2 separate regions of the Gossypium hirsutum genome follow, and region 1 is linked to region 2. The links are chromatin contacts, called in public Hi-C maps. All regions are on one chromosome and are shown on one strand. Each heading gives the region's core, a stretch centred on a gene start, on an enhancer-like site or on the middle of the called end of the contact. The rest is flanking DNA. Distances are from core to core; before and after follow the strand shown. Region 1 holds the start of LOC107892437 (apyrase 2-like). Region 2 has its middle 14 kb from the start of LOC107892429.

Region 1 (7,165 bases), core at 3,392-5,891, 89 kb before region 2:
CTCAATTTTATTGCTACCAATTGACCTCTTAAATAGAGGTTGCATAGGTTTACTTATCTGAATAAAAAACTTAAGTTAAGGAAACTAAAATAAAGACTTTAAATAAAGGACTCCTAATATCTATCTAAAATACTTTTAATTAAAAAAAATCTCCTAAAGACATAAAATACTCATAAATAAAATCTCTTAATACTTCTAATAAAATAATAAACTAATCTAATAATTAATTAACGTCTAACATTACTCCCCTCCTGAAAAAGAGCTTGTCTGCAAGCTCGAGATTGAATAGCTCGTACATTTTTTTGCCCAGTATTGCATGTAAACATATTTTAGTTTCTGTACGTCCCTCTTGATTTTGCTTAACATCATTGGTGTTTGAAGGGCTATGGTTCATCACAATTGTAACAAAGACTCTTGTCTCTTCATTTTGTTATCTCTACATGAGTCAAACTTTTTAATAAAAGGAGGATCTTTCTTGTTAGCACTAGAGTCTCTTGTTGATTCCCAATACGCTGGTCAGCAACTTGAGTTGGTTGATCTTTTGTCCCAAAAGTTCGCGCTAGATTCATAGCCTGAACCAAGTTTTTAGGTTTTTGCATCTCCACATCTATTCAGATAATAAACAAATTAATTTGTTGATCCAGTCTTATGGAATCTACACGGGTTAACAGTTCTTGAAATTGGCAAAAATGGTCTTCCACCAATCCTCTTTGGTTCAATTTTGCTAATTCCCCCAAAGGGTTCTTGCGCATCTATGGTCCAAACCATAGAGTTTAGTATCCTTCGAATGCCTTCCACAAATGGTTAGGCTTTTCCTACTCTATTTGATAATATCTCAAGCCTTTCCTATCAAGTGAAAAGCGGCTAGACTCACTTTGTCTATTTTGACTATCTTTTGATTTGCAAAGAATTTTCCACATTAGTGCAACCAAATTAGAGGGTTCTCTTCTCATTAGAAGTTGGGAAATCCAACTTTGTGCATCGTTGAACCACAAAAAATCTTGTCGTTGTCTCTGATCAGTTTTCCAGCTTCTCTAGTTGACTCTCAGGTTTGTCAACACTGCTATAAATCATCAAATCTCTCATCTGCAGCATGAGCTGATCAATCTTCGATTCTATTCTTGCTTTAAACGACTCAAACTCCTCTTTGGTAATGGAATCACCTATTGTTTCTAGCTCTGATACCAAATTGTTATGGTCCCTACTAATGGGTCTTGTCACCAGAAGATTCACAAGCAAATCATTTATCATTTTAGGGTTTTTTTCCTCTTCCTCCCGAATGACCTATGATGAACAAGTGGAACTTGTCGAAGGGAATTCCAAACCTTAAGACTTGTTAGAGAGAATCTTAAATCTCGTAAAATTTGTTTAATCTAACCTAATTTTATTGATATCAATTGGCCTCTTAAATAGAGGTTACATAGGTTTACTTATTCAAGTAAAAACTTATAAGCTAAGGAAGCTAAAACAAAGACTCTAAATAAAGAATAACTCTTAATATCTCTTATTTTTAATTGAAAAGAAAATCTCTTAAACATAGAAAATATTCATAAATAAAATCTCCTAATACTTGTAATAAAATAATAAACTAATCTATGTATGAGGTTCCTTCTACTGAACTTGGTGTTTGTGATTCATTCTTGGAAAGCTAGTCTCCTTTAGTTTTTATTGCACCATAGACAATCTCCGTGATAATTAATGTAGGATTAGAGTCATTGTTAGAAGTTGTGTGACCCAAATTCCTATTAAAATAAAATACAAGTGGCAAGGTTCGGTACAGACTGCACAAGTGAAATCCGTATATTATTTGATGTTGATTAGAATAAGGTGTTTTAATCTTGCTGTATTTAGAATCAAGTGTCTGCTATTTTCTCAGTCATAGTGATTTGAAGTCCTACTAATGTTGTTATTTGATTTGTGTATAAGCAATTGCCATTCTCCATATACTCTTTCAAGCATGACAGTTAATGTGTACCGGTCTTTCTATTCAATTGCATGTGCTGGTAGATTTATGTATAAAGCAAATAGATTAGACTCTTTTTTGTGGCTTTCTTTTTTATTTGCCTTAAATCTTAATCCTTTTTGCTGACTTCAGACTTTATTTTACCCTTTTGTTATTGCATCTTTGACTTGAGTACTAATTACACTTTCTATCCAATAAAGTTATTCTCTAATGTAATTTATGTATACTATCATGTTACTAGGACTTGGGTGTGAGTATCCAAACGTTATGTTTGATTTTCTTCAGTTTTAGAGGGTCATATCTCCCATACTCATATTCGGATACTATTTGGGCTTGAATATTTCAAGGAAAATGAAAAGTCATAACTTAAGTATGCATTTTCCTACTTTTCAATGATTTTATAGATTTTATAGTTCATAACTGATTACGTCCTACTTTTCTTATCGAAAAAGTAATGATTTCTTACTGGTGAAGACATCATTTAAAGCTTAGTAATGGTGAATCATGTTGCAGGCCTTTGGTTGGGCATATGTAAACAATTGGCACAACACATGGGATCAGTTTTATGTTTACTGGATCTGTCCATTCATCGGAGCTATATTAGCAGCATGGGTGTTCCGACTTTTCTTCCCCCCACTGCCGCCAGTGAAGAAAGCAAAGAAAACAAGGAAACCAAAGAGAGCGTAAGGTGGCATAACAAAGTTTGCATGGCTGCCATAACGACAATAGATAAGCCCAATGTTTATGCAAAGAACATTTTATGTATTTTTGTTCTTTTTCCAATTGTTCAATTCCGATGGCATCCATTTATCTCCAACATTTCTATGGATTATATGGAGAAAACATTCTTCTCGTGTACTATCTTTTTCTGCTTTCTTATGTTTGGTTGGATCCATATGTTAAACGTAGCGGATTGAATGCATGCTCATGCATCATACACAACTTATCCAAGTATTGCATGCATTGTTTTTTGGAATTAATATAACCCTGACATCGGTGGTAGAGTGAGAAATTTTGTTGGGTTGAAATTAAATTATATATATATTTTATAATAAAAATATAATTTTATCATTTTAATAGTCTATATCTTTATAATTTTTAAAAGATTAAAATAAATTTTTATCATTTTTTGAGAATTAAAGTATAATTGTGTTTTCCAGCCACTGCCTAGCGTTTCTCATGTAAATTGTTTGATTCTATTCATAAAATATTGCAGGCATCAAGAAGTTTGGTTATCTTATATACGAATTTCAGAGTTAATGTTTTGTGGCTTCTTATTTCCTGATATTTGATTTTTTACGCACGATTAATATTTAATTATGATTAAAGATGTTTAAATGATTAATTTCAAAAATTATTTTTAAAATTTATTATGCAATCAAATAAATCTGGTTAAATTTGTATAGGTTTCTTACATACAAGTAAGAAGAAAAAATTACTGTAAGAGCTTAAACTCGTTAACGCATATATGGCTTAAAATTATTAAAAAATATATTAAATATTCAATAAGTGGTTCGATATATTGGTAAGATATATTGTATTCTTAAGAAAAGAATGTAAGTTCGAATATTAAAGATAATATTACTAAAAGAAACAATCATAAAATCTGAACTTATTATGATAAAAAATTTAAGCTCAAGAATATTTATAAATTAATTAATTAATTTTTTATGTATTGAGTTTTTATAATATATAATATATTGGATCTGTATTTAAAGTGGAGATATATATTATATTGTATTATTAATTTTGATTGATTAATTAATTAATTCAGTATAAAAATGAAATATCAAAAATAAATACAAGTGTTTGTGTAAACCAAAACAAGCATTTCCTTTGGCGTCACCTGATAATATTATACTACTAATTACAGAAAAAATAAATTCTTTACCGACAAAAATATTTAACCAAAAAAAGAGACATTTCAGTTTTCATTACCATTTTAAAATTTCATTTTATGGAAATTCAGTTTCTATGGTATAAATATCGTAAATATAAAAATAATACATTCTATTAAAAACATAAATTTGAAATATAAAACAAGCAATAGTGTTAAAACACTGAAATATGTCTCTCTTTTTTTTTTTATTTTGAAAATTTCCAATATTGTCTAAATTCAACTTCTAAATTCTTTTTATTTCATATAGAACAAAAATAGATGTATTTATTTTTAACACATGCGGTGATTGATATACGGCTGGGCCTGGATCTAGCTTAGCAAATAATGAATCCTCCTCTTTACGTTTAATTTCTCCCTCCCTCCCTCCCTCCCTAATCTCTCGCCGTCCCTTTCCTTCCCCTCCCTTCCTCCCAAAGTCACTATCACTACATTAGCTCCTTTCTTTTCTTTTCTTTCTCATTCCCATTCCCGCCCCCCCTTTTTTTTTTCTTTTTTTTCTTTTTTTTTCCCATGTGATCCACATTTCTTTTCCTCTTCCAATCCTTTCAATATCAATAACTTATTTGATCGGCTAATTCTTTTTTTTTTTTCATTTCATTATAAATTTGAAAATACCCCCAATCCAGAAAACTGGAAGATCTGGAGTCATTACCGACTTCTTCCGGGAACGGAAAGATCCGGTACAGAACACCATCCTCGGCCGAGTTATTCGAGTCCTTTGCAAACGGAGGCGCAATATCCCCCACCGGAAACGGGACCACGGATCACCCTGAAAAGATGAAGCGTTCATTGGCGAGACACGACTCCATCTCCGACCAGATCCATAGATATCGAGGCGTTTTGCTGGTGATCGCCATCCCTATCTTGCTCGTAACCTTTGTTTTGTATGTCATGCCGGGGAAATCTTCTACGGATACGGCCGTGATGGAGGAGATCGAGATCAATAGCAGGAAAGTGGGGGCGAATTCGAGAGGGAATAGGAATTATGCGGTGATTTTTGATGCGGGGAGTTCCGGGAGTCGAGTTCATGTTTATTGTTTTGATCAGAATTTGGATCTTGTTCCAATTGGCTCTGAATTAGAGCTTTTTGAACAGGTAAATTATTTTCCTATAATTCTACAATATTTTTTAAAGCTGAAAAATATATTGGCCTGTAATGCAGGTTTACAAAACGATAATTTGAGTGCTAATGTAATTGTAGTATTTTGTTGATAGATTTGCTAGGAATTAGAGCCTTTTGAACTGCCAATCTTTTTCAAAATATATATTCTGGCCAGATTTTACGTTTTTAATTATTCCTTTTAGTTTTTAAGAAACGCAAATTACTTATTCATTTAGAATGTGGATTAACGTAAGGGGGAATTTTATTATCATTTGTTTTTCTCTTTAATCGTTTTGGTGACATTATTTATATATTTAATGTTGAATTTGTTCGAATCTTTTAAGTAGGATTTGATTTTCTATGTTCTAATTATATGTTTAAATTTAGAAGCGAAAGATTAAAATTTGGAATTTTGAGAGTAAAATAAAGCTTTGAAATGATAATTCAAGTGCTTTAATTATGTTAGTGGATTTTATTTAATATATACTGTTATTTTTTACCACAATTTTTGTTGTCATTTAGAAATGAATTAGATTCCTAGGGATTGACTTCCAGGATATAAATATATTGTTAAATCTGGAGTTTTAGTGAAAATGCACCTTTAAAGTAATACTTTTTGTTGCATGTGTTCTTTTTAGCTTTTTTAAGAAGAAAATGTACTTTACGGGCATATTTTAATGTAAAATCTGAATTTGCATGCTTTAAAAGAGGATTTTACTATTGGGACTAAAGGAGAATTTTCTAGCATCAGTTAGTTGGTATTTTTAAAATTTCCATTTATTTGTATGTTCTAGACGAAGCTTTTTCTTGAATCTCTGCGATTGTATTCCATGCATTAATTGATTTTATGTGGTTTGTTTTGTTGCAGCTTAAACCGGGTTTGAGCTCCTATGCAAAAGATCCACAGGCTGCAGCGAAGTCTTTACTTTCTCTTCTAGACAAGGCAGAAAGTGTTGTGCCACTAGATTTGCGATCAAAAACTCCTGTTAGAGTTGGGGTTGGTATACTTAGATCCTTCAGTCATGCGTATTTTTGAATTCTAAGTCCTTTGAATTGCTGAAGACTGGTACTTTAAATGTTGCGTAGGCAACTGCAGGTCTGAGGGCACTAGAAGGAGATGCAGCTGACAGAATTTTGCAAGCGGTAATTCTATATTTGGAAGCATTTGGTCTATGTTCACGTTATTTGTCCATTTCCTCATGCGAATGACTTTTTAAATACTTATATAGGTTAGAGAACTTCTGAAAGATAGAAGTACCCTCAAATCTGAGGCAAACGGTGTTAAGATTCTGGATGGCACCCAAGAAGGTTCTTATGAGTGGGTATGTTTTGCTGAATTTCTTTACTTTTATACTTTGCTTTTATTTTGAGCTTAAAGTAATTTTCCTTAACAAGATTGATTGTAGGGAAAATATGTCAAGTGTGCTGTACAATGCATTTTGTTGCATGCTTGATCAGGCTCCCTTTTGTTGTGGTAGATTGTCATCAAATTTCACTTTATTCCTATAAATATTTTCCTAGAGGACGCTTTTACATGCTATAGCTGGTCAGCATTTATCAGTCTTACTCAAGATGATTATATGATGATAGTCAATTCGAAGGGGAGATCCTTGAGGTCTTCTCTGTGGTAACAAACAAGAATGCTCTAAAGGTTGGGTGATATAGATATATAAATGGACACATACATGGCTATAGTTTGTGGTTTTTTCCGTATGAGCAAATATTTACATTTTGTAATGAAGCTAGACTCTTCTTTATCTATAGGGAGGAACAACCAGTCAAAGATCTGGATCCACTGCAAACTTTCCTACTGGTTGAAACTGTGACCTCATTCTGAGTTTCTTAACTGCCACCTTCTATTTCAGGTTACAATAAATTACCTATTGGGGAAGTTGGGAGGGACATACAAAGACACAGTTGGCATAATTGATCTTGGTGGCGGATCTGTGCAAATGGCTTATGCCATCTCCAAGGAAGCTGCTTCAAATGCTCCAAGTGTACCAGCAGGACAGGACAATTATGTAAATGAAATGTATCTGAAGGGATCAAAATATTACCTCTATGTTCACAGGTTTCTCTCTTTCATTTTGATAAGTTGGTTTTATGATTCTATTAATGATTTGAAATGGAGAAAAAGGAGATTTTATGGTTGTGATTCCAACAGCAATCAATTTTATCAGACATGTTTTTTTCAGTCATT
Region 2 (7,209 bases), core at 1,752-4,251:
ATTTCCATTTGATTCGTGTGATCTATTTTTGTTACTTTATCATTTTTATTCATTGGTTCTACATGCAATTCACATTTGGTTATTTCGAGGTAGCAGAGGGATTGACTAGACATAGATAATTAAAGCTCAAATAAATTATAATTAAGTTTCGACTTTTTGCCTATTAATTATAAACTTATTTAGTCACAAAGTCATTCCACTAAAGTATCATGACTAAACTTTCTCTTATTATATATTATTACGAAAGGTACTTAATAAACGCTCGTCCAATGATATTGTCATAAGTGTTTTACCTTAATAGGATATCCTTAATCTTTTTTGGATAAATTCATTCTCCTAATATGATCCTATTTATCTCGTGGTAGCCATTACATATTCCTTCATGAAAAGTCAACTATTATCAAATAGTAATCAAATCATTTATCACAAAGGCAAATGACCCATGATTACGTTTAATTTTCATCTATCATGTAATGCTGATGAGAGAATATTATTTACCCTTTCATTGGGTTATGAACTCCACTGTTTTGAAATGATGCTACATGCTGTAAAAGTCATATACCTAATGTACCAGCTTTTGAATCCTAATTTATTTGAACTTAGACGTTCATTTACATCAAAGTATACGAGTAACGCATACATAGTCTATCATCCACTCATGACTAATGCATGTCACATTATGAACGACATAAGAGAATGAATCCATAAATGAATCTAGGATTTCTTTTACTTAGGTCTTGTCCGATGTACTATCAGTCTAGTTAATCATATTTATATATTTATCTTTTAAGAGTCATATACTCTGATACACAAGAAAATGTATCTCCCCAATGGAACTCGATAGATGACATATTAATCTTTCAATTAGTTTGCTTGTTTCCGATTAGACTAAGGAAATGCTTAGATTATCTACTAATACAAGTTGCCTTTCTGTGTATTATGATCCGGCCACGTAATATTGCTTAGTAACAATTAAACGCTAGATAATGGTGAGCTAATAGTTGCTTTTATTTTGCTTTGTGTGCAAAAACCATTTAGGACAATATAAAAATAATATTAATATAATTAATGGTTATTTCATTAAACCAATTTGTTCGAAAAATACAAGTATACATAAAAAAATACTACACTGAACACACTAGATTCAACATTTTTCTATTTTTTTCTCTTCAAATCTTCCAAATCGGGCTATTGTGGTAGCTGACCTTTTCACTGTCGGTGATTGGCTACCTCTCCCTATTTCTTTTTACCCTTCTCGTCTCTTCAATATTTTCCTTCCCTTCTCACTAGCATAATAACCTTCCTTCTTTAAGGAACAATATGGAAGTGACTCTAAAGGTGACTTCGATGGTGAGAGCGTTTGGAAGCCTAGTGAGATCATGCGACGTTCCCACTCATAAGGAGCTTGACTGAGCCTTGTGGCTTGTCTCCTCCATCCTTCATTGTTGGACATGTTTTTGAGAAGGGTCAATGTTGAGTAGAGGCACTGAAAGTTTCTGCAACGAATGGACTTTGTAGCGGTCTAGGGTGGTGCATAGATGCAACACTATTTTGACAGCCATTCGTTTTTCCTTCCCTATTTCTATTTCCTTTTTGTCTTTTTCTATTCTTTTCCTATTTGGTTTGGTTGCTGGAGTCACTGGATCCCACCTCATCGCGTCTGATTAGGATCATTCTCCAGATCTCAACGTTCTTCAGAGCTATTTTAGCACCTTTAGGATATTGAGATCTTTAAAGTGTAACAATGGCTAGAGGGAGATCAATGGTTGAATTATCTTCGACTTTGAAAATAAGGAATTTAAAGATACTAGATGGTATTTGTAATGATATGTTGTATTTTGTTTTTTTGTTTTGTTTTTGTAAGTTTAGTTTTGTCCATATTTTTATTTTGATTAAAGAAGATTATACTTTATAAATCAACATAACAATTTGACATAAAAGATGCCTAGTTCCTGGTAGCGAAGTTTCAAATACCTACGAATCTCTGCTTTTTGAATATTTCAACTGCGCTCACATAGATCCTTCATATTTCGAACCAAAGCCAGATTATTAGAGTAAGCCATACCATCCTTCGCTAATTCAACAATCTGGAGATGGTCACATTCTTCTAATGCTTTATTTTTCTTATATAAAATTATATCTTTAGCTAATCACCAGTAATTATATTTTTAATTATTTGACTTTTTTAAACAATAAAACATTACTATTTACTAACATTATTACTTCCTAAAAAAACTACATTATTTTAAGTATTTAAAAATTGCATCCTAAGAATTCCTTTAATAAGTTTAGGAGTTGTATAAAAAAAGTTAGGTTAAAACATGCTCCAAATTTTTGTATTTTTTTTGTACATTTAAATTTTTGTTTTTACTTTTTAGATTTCAACATTTAAGTCCAATTGTTAAACCTATTAAAATCTTATTAATTTTATTGATGAAACATTTTAAAATAAAAAAAATAATACTCACTTAATAATGAATTTGAATTTAATAAAAAAAATATTAAGTGTGTCAACATTTGAACTTGCATTTTTTAAATTTGTAAAGTAAATAGGCTAAATTCATTGAGATAAAAGTAGAGAGACTAAATTTCAAATGTACAAAAACTATATGGACCTAGAACATATTTTAACCAAATATTTAAAATTGTAGACGACTTTAACATTTATTAGGGAAAACATGAACGAATACCTTGGCCCGGGTGTCGACATGTGAGTCCTCATCTAAGAATATATGATAAAAACCGATTTTTATTTCACTTCCGGAGTTAAATTGTTTAAACAGTCAGTACAAATATATTGTTCTCATCTTTTACTCACTGACTTGGCAGTTTTCTTTTTGTTCAGTCATTTCGTCAAACACTTCCTATGCAATCTAGAAATGCGGGAATCAGGTTTACAAGATAAAAGATTTATGCTGTTTCAGTTCGGCAAATACCCGCTTGAAACCACTCAGTCTCAAACTCCCATCTTTGAAACACTGTGGAACAACAAAGAGAACGATAGTTGTAACCAACTCTTTGAAGTTTCGCTCCCCGTTTCTGTTAGCTTTCTATTCCTACTTCAAGTATTGATTTCACAAGTGAACCAAAGGTTTAGACATTTGATGGAAATAGTGATAATCATAATGATGATGGTTGATGATTTTGATGGCAATCGCTTAAATGTATTGAGTTTAAGCAATAAACGTGTAGTTCAGGACGTTAAGAAACTTATGGACATGATACGTGGAACAGGTAGATGTTGAAACAGCAATGGGGTGTAAGGTTTCCTCTGAGTTGGCGGTGGAGGTGTTTTCTTGGGTTCTGAAGGATTGGGAAGTGTTGTTTACATTGTTTTTATTGGCTGGGAAACAGCCGGATTATGCTCAGTCATTGCGTGAACATCATTCAATGATTTCTATTATTGGGAAAATGAGGAAGCTTGATACTGCATCAGCATTTGTTGATGAAATGAGAGAGAAAAGGGTGAGAAGGCCCTGTTCTTGCGACACTCGACTCTCTTGAGTTTAGCCATCTGATGTTTTGTAACAAGGATGCCTTCCCGTTTGATACCTTAAGTTTTAATATCATATTGAAGTATTGAATAGATGATATGGCTGGTAGTCCAGATGAGGCAGAGATGGTTGGGAAGGAGATGAGCAAGAGAGGTGTTTAACATGATGGTGATTCATAAAAAAGTGTCATATCCTGCTACTCAAAAGCTTGTGATCTTAACAAGGTACTTGAGCTCTTCAGCCACATGAAATGAATGGGGGTTGAACCAGATAGGAAGGTTTACAATGCGGTAATCCAGTCACATGCAAATGCCAGGCATGTATAAGAAGCTATTAGTCTCCTGAAATCTGTGCAAGATAAGGGTATTTTCCAACTGTTGATACTTTTAATTCACTGATTAAGCCTCTACGCAAAGCCCCAAAGATAGACAATGCTAGGCAGGTCTTTGACAAGATGTTGAAGGGTGACCTCTAACCTACAATTCTGACTTATTGTGCTTTCTTTTGTATTGTAAGAAATAAGGAAGAAGTGTTTGAGCTCTTTGAGAAGATGAAACAGATGGGATGTCAACCAACCAATGATACCTATATCATGATGATAGAATGTTTAGTCAATGGTGCCACTTTGATAATGTCTTCAGGTAATGGAATGAAATGACTGAAAAGGGGGGGTTGGCGGCGATGGTTGTAGCTTACATATCGTGTTGATTCATGGGCTAATTTTAAATGGAAAGCTGGATGAAGCATACAGGTTCATGGAGATGAAGGAAAAAGTAAAAACAGTTACTGCCTGAACTAAAGATAGATGAGGCTTAATGCTTAAGTTTCTGGTAAGCCATTTGCAGAGCAAAAGATGGTTGATTTTAAGAGCAATCAATTGTAAAATAATCAGTTGGACAACCAGATCAGAGTTGAAACTAAGTAATTTGATCAGAGAAAGGTTTTCTCAAGCAACCTAAAGCCAAAACAGTTGTCTGAGAAAGAGGCTTTTCACTTCGGCAGCAATAGGTCTGCATGATATCACCAACAATCATACTATTTGATAATACTATCTAATATTGTGGTTGAGAACATGCTATCTGAATCATGAATAACCAACTCTAAACTTGCATCAAATCAATTGAGTGGTACCCATGAATTGCATCTATCTGTCTACATGGAATTGTGCTGCTCATCACAACTTTTCTGGATCGAAAACCATACCTGACCTGGTTTGAATGATTATTTTCGTGTAGCTAATGTACAAGATTTGGCAACTTAGTCTTCTGGGCATAGAGAAAGAGGGCTAGCAAAACTACGGCTCCTGACAAAAGAAGAAATTGATACTGTTCTCTACATATCTTAGCTCTACTTTGCAATATTTTCTCCACGAGTACCAAGCTTCAATTGTTTGCACTCTTTATTGTGAGCTCATCACTGCCTTGCTGATCATACTGCTCCTAGTAGTTCAACTTTCAGTAAGACATTCTTGGCACTAATTTGAGTTGCATTTACATATTTTATGTTTGATGATATAGCATGAGACAGGCAACTAAACCTATATATCTTGTTGTCATTTTGTTTGGCCTTGAAAGAAAATGTTTCTGAAAGTATTGGTGGTGCGGAAATTAGACCTACGATGGAAGGTTGCACAGCTTTTTAACTTGGAACTATGATCAGTGTGAAAGATCTCTAGAACTTGTGAAATTCTTTGTACTAAACATTGTATATAGTAGCCACTCTGCAGGATCCATGAGATGCTTACTGTACATAGTTCAGTATCTCTATGATATCTTTGAATTAATATAATTTCAGAGATATCTGAGGTAAAAAGGGAATATAGATGAAGAAACCGTTTTCGAGATGAGCTATTAGATTTTTGATGATCCTATTGTCTTATATGCTATATGGCCTGGATCTGTTCTGTGTACCTAAACAGTCATTATGGGAGTGGAAATATTCATAAAATTAGTTTTGTTTCAGCATCAACTGACTGAAATTCATGAAACTGTATTTCTATGTTAGCTATAGCTGTCCTATTGAGAATCAGATATATTGTTGTGTTTGTTTACATTGTAACCCTACTTTACCAATCAGTAGAGAGCTTTGATAGATAAGATATAGATGTCAATTCTACCGTTTGTGAATCCACTGGTTGTACCTGAAAATCAAGATGATATGTAAAAAGAATTTATATGCCAATTTATGAATGGACGTGATCTTTTACTAACTTACACTTCCATCTTGTGACAATACTCTGTTTTCATCTGGGACCTCAATTCTGATCTCGTGCTTCTAAAATTTTACTGAATATTAAAGAATACCTTTAAAAACTCCAAGACATCGGTATTTTAGGAATAAGATGTAGGAATAGATACTTTAAGGAGATTAGTGGACTGCGATGATGAACAACTAAAAAGATACAACAACATTTTAGTATTGCCTGATTCTATATTGCTCGGACTCTTCATTTTTCATGAAGTACCTGTGTCTGACATTCGTTTCTGACACACGGATATGGGGATATGACCTCTGAGGATCCTTCAAATACATGAAAACACTTTGAAAAACTAACCACACCCATGTGGAATGCATACCCATATCTGAGATTCACACCCAAATCCAAGTAATATAGGCCTGATTGACTTCTTGGCGTTCCTGGTTTCTTTTTTAAATAAAATGTCTTTATTTCTTGCTATTTGGTAAACTGGACAGCTAATCGTTTCAAAGATTTGGCCAGTGATCATTCTTGGTGTTGATTTGGCATCAGGATATTACTTTATACACAACCAGTGGTGGGATTTTTTAACTCTACGAGGCAAGTTAGAATATTGCAACATCTCTTATTAGTATGGGGCAACCCTTTAATCTCATTGGTGGTGTTGAAAACCTCCATTGGTGGTGGTGTATTGCATAATTTTCCTTCTGCATCTTGTTATCCGGAGACTAATTTGAGCTCTTCTCATTCCTTTCTTCCTTTTTTGGCTTTGACCTAGTTTTATGTCTGTCATCATGAATTCTTAGTCTCCCTGGCTTTTCTATGTGCCTTTCTATGAGTCAGATTAATTTTTTCCATTAACTACTCATTGCATTGAAGGAAAAATTATAATGATTGCACCCAATCTCCTCTGGCTCATGTGCATCCGTACTTTTAATTAGTTGTTTTAATGGGGAGTAATTGAGATTGCTCTGTTTAATTATATTAAATAATATGTTCTTATGTTTATGCTAGGATATAGGGATTTAAATATTCATTAGTATGCATATTCTCACAGCGTTGACAAGATCTTTTTTACTCAAACTGTCTCGCAGCCTCTTTCAGATTGGCAATTTATTCTCTTCCTGTTTGCACTCGTGTGTGCTGCTTCACCAAATTCTTGATTCACCAACTTGCATATTATAGGTGTGTAATTTCTTGACAGTTGACAATGAGCATTCTTATACTGTTAATAGCGACTGTCGACTGACCTCCTAGCCATTTGCAAATCCTTGGTTTGAAAGGTCTTCATCCAGCATGGCATGAACTACCGAATCTGATTAGTCAAGCTTAATACAGTTTAAGACGTCATATATGCTTTTGCTCTAGTGTAAGCTGAGGAATCCAATCTCTGTTATGGGGAAAGTTTCTTAGCTATGTTTCCCCAACTATTTTATTATTATTATTGTTATTATTTTTTTTTTGAAGTATTCATGTCTAACACACATTTGGATATTGAAATGGAGTTATGACCCTTAA

Evidence for each region. A called contact is a pair of places that touch in the nucleus more often than the background predicts.
Region 1: a contact with region 2 is called in a Hi-C map of leaf, with 3 times the contacts expected there. The contact joins the promoter of LOC107892437 here to the enhancer-like site in region 2. A contact is called at or near these places in 12 of 34 Hi-C or Micro-C datasets (anther, callus, hypocotyl and 3 more).

The regions. Positions count from the first base shown.
Region 1 is chrA11:101,318,277-101,325,441 of Gossypium_hirsutum_v2.1, reverse strand. LOC107892437 (apyrase 2-like) reads left to right here and starts at 4,641. Exons shown (of 9, transcript NM_001326798.1): 1 at 4,641-4,958; 2 at 5,834-5,962; 3 at 6,052-6,108; 4 at 6,195-6,287; 5 at 6,831-7,036. The coding sequence starts at 4,641. It overlaps LOC107892452 (aquaporin SIP1-2), which reads left to right. Exons shown (of 3, transcript XM_016817537.2): 3 at 2,477-2,821. The coding sequence ends at 2,650.
Region 2 is chrA11:101,227,298-101,234,506 of Gossypium_hirsutum_v2.1, reverse strand. It overlaps the pseudogene LOC107957712. Among protein-coding and RNA genes, the nearest start is that of LOC107892429, 14 kb to the left of the region's middle. Within about 2 kb of position 3,001, at least 5 of the 9 cell types and tissues checked have an H3K27ac peak or open chromatin away from gene starts, as enhancers often do.